Regions from separate parts of the Ovis canadensis genome. Here region 2 is linked to region 1. The links are chromatin contacts, called in public Hi-C maps. All regions are on one chromosome and are shown on one strand. Each heading gives the region's core, a stretch centred on a gene start, on an enhancer-like site or on the middle of the called end of the contact. The rest is flanking DNA. Distances are from core to core; before and after follow the strand shown. Region 1 holds the start of MAML2 (mastermind like transcriptional coactivator 2). Region 2 overlaps MAML2 (mastermind like transcriptional coactivator 2).

The links. A called contact is a pair of places that touch in the nucleus more often than the background predicts.
Region 2: a Hi-C map of fibroblasts shows a contact between it and region 1, with 3 times the contacts expected there. The contact joins the enhancer-like site here to the promoter of MAML2 in region 1. A contact is called at or near these places in 2 of 2 Hi-C or Micro-C datasets (fibroblasts and lung).

Annotation. Positions count from the first base shown.
Region 1 is chr15:21,620,193-21,624,113 of ARS-UI_OviCan_v2, forward strand. It overlaps MAML2 (mastermind like transcriptional coactivator 2), which reads left to right and starts at 1,762. Exons shown (of 5, transcript XM_069554889.1): 1 at 1,762-3,921. The coding sequence starts at 3,797.
Region 2 is chr15:21,728,573-21,732,493 of ARS-UI_OviCan_v2, forward strand. All of the region lies in intron 1 of MAML2 (mastermind like transcriptional coactivator 2), which reads left to right. Among named protein-coding and RNA genes, the nearest start is that of TRNAW-CCA, 90 kb to the left of the region's middle. Within about 2 kb of position 2,104, the one cell type or tissue checked has open chromatin away from gene starts, as enhancers often do. A contact at or near this core is called in fibroblasts, where this site is marked.

The sequences.
Region 1 (3,921 bases), core at 512-3,011:
GTTTGTAAGCTTACAAGTCTCACATATCAACTTTTGAGATCTTGACATTTATCACTATAGCATTAAATGCCTTATGGTAGGTATCTGTGAACAGTAAAGATGAGGAAGACAGATGGACAAATAAAAAGGAACTAATGCTTTAAAAAAAAAATTCATAGGGCCCTTACAGAAGCTTTAGGGATATAAGAGGGAACAGTTCCATAAAAGGGGAAGACAAGGAAAAAAAATGTTTATTTTATTGGCAGCTGGATATAATTGAGCATATTTTCTCACTTGTCTGCTCTCATACTCAGATGAGTAGTTCTATTCACTACTCATTTCTTGGAGGTATTATAGGACTTGCTTAGACTCCAGCATGTTGATTGAGGTGTAATTGCAGCCCTTGAGCTATTCTGGGTATAGTCTGGTTTCCCTGTAACTCCTTTCACCCTTGATACTGAGGCAGCAAGTCCAGTGGTTAAGAAAGGATAGGTTTGAAATCAGGCTTGAGTTCGAGTCCTGATCTGTTACTTCCTAGTTAGTTTAAATAGTTTATTTTCAATAAGCCTCAGTTTCCTCATTTATAAATGGAGTTAATAATTCCTCTCCCTCAGGATTTTTGGTGGATTGGAGGGAGATTTATGCAAAGTACTGTGCTGAAACAGTGACTAAATAAATAGTAATGACATGAATGGAAATGAGGTGTATGATAATGATGTCAGCTTGAATTTAAATGGCTGTAAAGGGCAAATGTGTACAAAAGACACTGTAAAGGAGAGTCCTACATCACTAGAACATAGTAGGAAAATTTATTAAATTGTTGCTGGACAAGTTTTTAAGGTGTGTCCTTGTCTAGCTTAGAAGTAAAAGTTTAGTAAAAGTTATATCATTTAGAAATAGCAGCTTTGACCAAAAACACTTATTAATCAAAATCCATGCTACTGCAGAACTGTAGCGTGAACAGTGTTTAAATTTATTAAGGTTTTTTTCTTATCAAGTGTGACTGCTGAATATATTAAGTGCTGATAGTAACTCGAGGTAATGTCTAATGAATACACGTTTTTAAAAACCAATCTAAAATGATCAGAACCCCTTCCCTTTTTAATGACACCTCATGAGAGAGTTCTTTCAGATTTGCATACCTAAAAAAGATATTTCTGCTTTTCTCCATGAGTGATGAGAAACTTAGCCTTGGAAGGGACAGACAGCAGTATGTTCCAATGAAAAGTAAAAAAAAAGTTACATTCCATCAGAATGCACTTGTCCCAAATCCCAAAATAACATTCTAGAATTTGTGAAAATGAACTAATGTAGACCAGCCTATCGAGAACTAAAGTAGATAAATGTTTGCACTGATCTTACTCATTTCTAACCACAGCTCAGTTTGAAGCAGGAGCTTGTAACTGAGATGCGAGGTGGTTTAGATTAACAAAGCCCCACTGCTTGACACCTCAAATCCAAATGACTTCCAAATGACTTCCAAATGAGCATAACAGACTATATGGTCCTGACTAGAACAATATTGTGCTCACTTTAGTTTATCCTCCATAAATGGTAATCAGCAGAATCCAGCATGCATTTTGAGAGCTTAAAGGTAGGATTATCTGAAGATGAGACAACAATGTGTGTCAGAGATGTGTTTGTTTTGTGTTAGTGAACTTGAAACTGGACTGCTGCATAATGATTTTCCTCCTTATGTATGTAAACAGACTACCGTGAAGGCCCCAGATCTTGTGTTAGGTTTGTCATAGGGAATCTTGTATTTTCAGAAAAATATTTTTTTGTTGTTTTTTTTTCCTTTTTGAGAACTGATATTTGTAATTTCATCGTGATAGAATATTTTAGTTATTCTTACTGATTTTGCTTATGATCACCGAGATTGACTTAGCCAGAGACAGAGAAAACAGGCTAGCAGGTAGACAGACACTCGCCTGCCCTTTAGGAGCTAATGATGTAATTTCTTCTCTTCACCCACTCCTCCGTTTCCCCCAGTACGCACACACCCTACGCCTCCTTTTCTGACACCCAGGAACGTTTCCTCCGTGTTCACCCAGCTCTCGCTAGAGTGCCCAGGGGTGTCATTGACAACATACTGAAAAATGAAAGTGATATCCTCGAGGGGTGGAGGCGGGGAGCGTAACGGAGGTCTGGCAGGGAAAATACATCTACTGGCCGGGAATTTCTGCACCATTTCGGGCTGGTGAAGTAGTCGGGTAGAGGTTGGGGAATTTCCCCAACGTACCGCCGTCCTGCCCGAGCCGAGCCGGAGTGCGAGCTGCGCGCGCCGACGCCGAGATGCGCAGGCTTCGGGATCCTCCACTTCTTGCCGCTGGGAGGCCCTCTGCGTTCCCCTTTCCCCGCACCGGCCGCCTCGCTCGCCCGTGCAGTGGCACCCGCCTTCCACCAGGGAGCCTCGGGCGAGAGCTCCCCCGCCCTCCGTCCCCCACCCCCCTGCAGCTCGCTGGCTCTCTTTCTCCCTCTGTCTCACTCTCTCTCTTTCTCTCCCTCTCCTATCGGAGCACAATGAAAGCCTGTGTATCGCCGTGACTCCGGGCGGCGGAGCCAGTGTCAGCCCAGCGGCGAACAACAGACGGGAAAAAGAGAAAGGAAAAGACCGGCTACTTTCTTTTCCATCTCTAAAAGCGGAGCAATCCAAGAGATAGAACCACATTGCTTATTGCGAGTCCAGACCCTCAGATCCACTGGCCGGGGATGGAATGTACAAAAGTGGACAGAAAAGTGGCTGGACATGACTCGGTGCAATTTACTGGAAGTTTGTAAGTTTGACCATCGTTTGTAAATTACTCTCGGAAGAGTTTGTCTCTCTTGATACTGTATTAGAATCGAGCCGGGGGTGAGGACTAGAAACGTAAGCGGGAAAGAAGAAGAAGAAAAAAAAAAAAAATGTGTTGAAGGATCTCTCTCTCAGTGGCTAGTGACTTCAGACTGCTTTCATTTAAGGCTGGGAAACCTTAGAGGGAATGAGGATTTTACCGGTGATTGGATTAGCTGAAGAAAAAAGCATGGTCCAGAAGTCCAATTACTGACATTAACAATTGAAAAGCTGTCTCCCTCTTTGGGGAGAAGACCACATCCTACAGCACCCCCAAAGAGGAGGAAACACCGGAGCAAAGGGAAAGGGAGGAAAAATTAAAAGCCAAAAGACAATCTCTGTTTGATTTTTGTACGTTTTGAACATTGACTTCAGAAAGCTTCTGAAACAGCACTTTTTTAAAAAATTGCGGAAAAGTAAAGGCCGTGGGTTACAGAGACCATGGTAGATGTGGGTTCCTCTGCAGAAACATCCCCATAAAAGAATCTTCGGAAACAACTAGGTGACGGGGGAGTCCAGCTCTCTGTTAATACCTCTCACAATTCCCTTTGCTGTCTGTTCCTGTCTCTTGCTTGACAATCCCTGAGTTCCTGCTCTAACCCCCAGATCGTGTGTTTACAAAGTACCTCTTGTCAGCTTGGTGTTGGGGGGCGGGTTGGGGGGAATCCCCTCTAACTCTCTCCAACTTCTCCAGAGCTGTCAAATACAATTAGAGCAAGTTGATCAGGGTTTGTTTCCAACTTATCCTCTGCCATTGGTTTCTGTTCTTTCTCCTCACCCTCTTTTTACTCACTCCCCTCCCCCATACCTTCTCCACTACGCGCCCCCCACCCCCGCCCCACCGCCCCCAGCCTCTGAAGACTTCTATTCATGTGGTCCTGAGCTCTGAGCGCAGATTGTCAAAAGCAGATTTGCCTGTGCTAACCGGCTATAGCTTCCCACCACCTCACCATCCCACGGGCAGCAATCATTGTGTCCAGTAAGATGGGGGACACAGCGCCCCCGCAGGCCCCCACGGGAGGGCTAGGGGGGGCCCCCGGGGCGGGGCTCCTTGGAGGGGGCTCGGTCACCCCGAGAGTGCACAGTGCCATCGTGGAGCGCCTTCGAGC
Region 2 (3,921 bases), core at 854-3,353, 110 kb after region 1:
GACATGCAAAGAATTAAGCATGATAGTGTGATTGACATGAATATAGAAATAGTTGAATTGGACCACACTTTTATAGCCCATGCAAGGTCATATTGAAGTAAAGCAACCAACTTGATGCATTTCAGATGAAATATCAAAACAAAGATGTATTGGCTTTAGCCCAAAGCAAAAGTTTTTATAAACGATGTAACCTTTTGCTCACCACACTCAGGAATTTAACTAAAAAGAAATCTAAAAATCCATTTATAGGTAATTTCTACTTGAAGCTTATAGGTATGAAAACAAGTTTATTTCAAGTTTAATAACCAAATTTCATGTGGATTATTTGGGAAAACTTTCACATGACATTAATATGCCATAAATTGTGATTTACAAAAACATTCTCACATCCTGTCTGGGGTGAGATTGTAATTTGTCCAATGAACTTTCCACTGAAAAAGAAAATGGCAAAACTGACAAACTAATCTAGCTATGCACGTTTTGTTTTGGAAACTTGCTATTCTCAAATGTTCCCTGAATTTATTTTTGAAAATTCTTTGGAAAATTCAAGGAAAAAAATTGGTCTTTTGAGAAATACCTTGAGTGTTAGATTTTGTATGTCAAAGGAGTATTGGATTTCTTGTTAGCAGGTTTTTTTTTTTTTTTGACCTTTTGCCTTTTTTTCTTGTACTATTTATTGTGTCTATGATTTAGTAGGTATGTATTTTATTCTGATGTCTAAACTTTTAAAATTTATTGTGTTTATGTTTCAATTTGATAAAATAGATGTATAAGTTTAAAAAAATGATTTGTGTATGTCTTATCTATTTGATTGAATGTGTCTTCCAGATAATAGACATTTCATATTGGATGGATGGATGGGTGGCTGCTTTGAGTGCAGGTGGATAGGTACAAGTCACAGCTTTGCTACATACTAACTCTCTGGACTACAGCAAATTAAAGATATAAACCTCTGTTTCTTCAAATGTGCATAATCATAGTTCCAGACAGGGTTGTGGAGATTAAAATAAATTATGCATGTAAAGAACTTTGTATCACAGTTGGCACACGGTGAGGGCTCAGAAATATTAGCTGTTATTACTCATATTAACATAAGAATACATGGCTTTAACCACATAACCCATTTTTTTAACTTAAGAGTAAATTATTACAACATGTAAGAATTATGAATGTATTGACTGTAGCAGATTTGATACCAGTAATTTTCTAATCACTATAGCTCAAATTCTTCCATCCATAGGAACAGGGAAGGGTAAAAGAACCGGAAGCTTCTTTATCTAAATTTAGAATTACAAGCATAGCTTAGATATGAAAACATTCAAAAGCTTTACTATGATACAACAGCTGGTTGTATTATGTACCGTTCTTGCCTGGAGAATCCCAAGGACAGGGGAACCTGGTGGGCTGTCGTCTATGGGGTCGCACAGAGTCAGCCACGACTTAAGCGACTTAGCAGCAGCAGCAGCAGCAGCAGCCTTATTAAAGCAACATCATTTCGTGCAGTTTAAAACGTTTACAAATTCTAGGTAAGCATTCTTAAAATAGGTCTTTCCCTCTAGGGTGACACTGAGATTCCCAAAAAGGGTGATAACATTTTATTAATAAAAGATCTTTAATGGGGTTGCGATCATTAAGCAGCATAGCCCCCAGATTATACAAACTTTCACCTAGCCTTCTCTAGAGGAAGAACCAGCCTGATTTTTTTAGGCAAAAGAGTAAGTCACTGAGGTCTGCCCGCACTTCGTTTCCCAAAGAGAAGCCTGCGCAGGCGACCGGAGGGGTTAGGTCGCGCTCAGCGCAGGCTGGCTGTTCAAAGGGCACTGTCTGCTTTCCCCCTGACTTGCACGGCCGGGCACCCCTTGGCGGCGGCCTGGGCGCCCCCCAGCCCCAGGCTAATGCGAACGGGCGGTGGGCTCCTCGGCCGAAGCTCCGGCGAGGCCCGCGTGCCGCGGCTAGGCTGCCTCCCGGCGCGCGCTTACACACGCGCAGCTTGTTTGGAACTTGAGCAACGCCTCCTGTTTTCTTTCCACCCTATTTCTGTTTGTGCAGAGCTGGCCTTTTCTGGCAGGAAGTGCCAGCCATTTAAGGAGTGCAGGCGATTCCCAACAGCCGGCCCCCTCCCCCGCCGAGTCGCCTTGCTCCCAGCTAATTGGCCTGGAGACCGACCGGGCTTAGCCCTGCGAAGGTTCGCATTTTAAAAATGTCTTCTTTTGTCAGCTTGAGATTTTCCAGCATTTAAAAGCGGAAAGGAAGCGAGGAATACAAGGAAGCTATTAAAGATATATTAAATAAACTCTACTGGGATCAAGCGTGTGTTTAAGAGAAAATCTGTAACTTTTGCAAGGGAACTTTTGGTGATTGCTTATTATTTTAACAAAGAGGGAGGGAAGGAGGGACAGAGAGAGTTGGTTTTGTCCCTGAACTGGAGAAGCAGATGTTTAAAGGAGAGGGGCAGGAAGCAGCTCTGACAAATGAAAGGATTTTTGATTGAGTTCATGAGCTAAAGTTTCCTGCCAGTAATTCATTCAACCCTAGGCTACATAAAAGAAAAACCCTCATAATTGAATTTTAATCGCCCAACTTTTTAACATACAACCAGAACAGTCAAGTGGAGCTGCCACAGGTAAAACAGAAATAACGCTGTAAACTGATCTTAGATGATTATTTATTGGTAGTTTTTAAAAAATTATGATCTCCTTTGCTTCATACTGCTCCTCCTTTTATGGGTGCCTGTGGACCAGAGGCTATTCCTTACTGTCTGTGTAAGTTAAAATCCTTTGTGCAGACTTTTTTTTTTTCTTTAAGCTGTTTTGTGAGCAGGTGCAGATGGCTTTCATGATCTGAGCCAATTGAAATGTTCTGTTTCAGCCTGCAGAAACTGAGGTTTTTAAAAAATGAAATAACCGCATTTTGTGCTGTATCTATAATTCAGCTGGAAAATGTGTTCTCCATTTTATGATGAAATCTGCCACTTCTGTTTCTTCTCTTAATGAATTTGGTTTGTTTACAGCCTTAAGGAAATCTTGTCACTAAAAGCCACCCTCAACACGCCTGCAGTATTTTTCAGTCTGATGATTTCACAACCAGGGCCATTGCAAAATAAGAGTAAATGGGTTTTCTTTTTTTTTTTTTTAATCCCTGGAGATTTTTAAGAACTTTTTTTTCCTTTCTTTTTTCTTCACAGTGTATTCAAGTAAACAGTTTCAGGAAAACTTGGAAACATTTGAGACTTTTGTACTTTTTCGTAAATATAATATTAAATAAGCCAGTTTTCTTAGTGAAGTCTTAGAGTCTTATACCAAGTGACAAAAAGTAGGGAGTCCATGCATCCTAAAAACTCTAGGTTTGGTGCTTGCATTAATGAGTCCTCCTGCAAAACAAAGTCAAGAGCAAATTAACTCCTCTAGAGTACAGAAGCTTCTGTGGCCATCACTGGTGCTAAGCCACAGCTCTGTGCTCAGTCACACTCATATGGGCAGGCCATAAACCAAATGGCCATAGCCAAAATCCAGAATCACAGAATGGGCTGCACCTTGAACTGAACAGACCCAAATGTCAAACTGTAACTGAACCAAAACATGTCCATAAGTAAGCCTGATGAACTAGTTTAAACCAGCATGATACTTACGTACTTTCTAACATGACTGAACAAAGCCAAACTAGAACTTCAAAAAAATTCCACACTTAGCCTCAAACAAACCAAGAGCTCATTGGTCTGGATCTGTGTTCCTGTGTTGTTATGGGATCCCAGCTGGAAATGAAGGGTTTGGATTCTGCTCTGATATCGACCCTCATGATAATGACTGATCCAAGGCTACCAACTCAGGAAAGAAATGTTAAGGGGCAATACCTGGTATGTTGTCAGTGAAACTGAAAGTCACTCAGTTGTGTCTGACTCTGTGACCCCGTGACTACACAGAC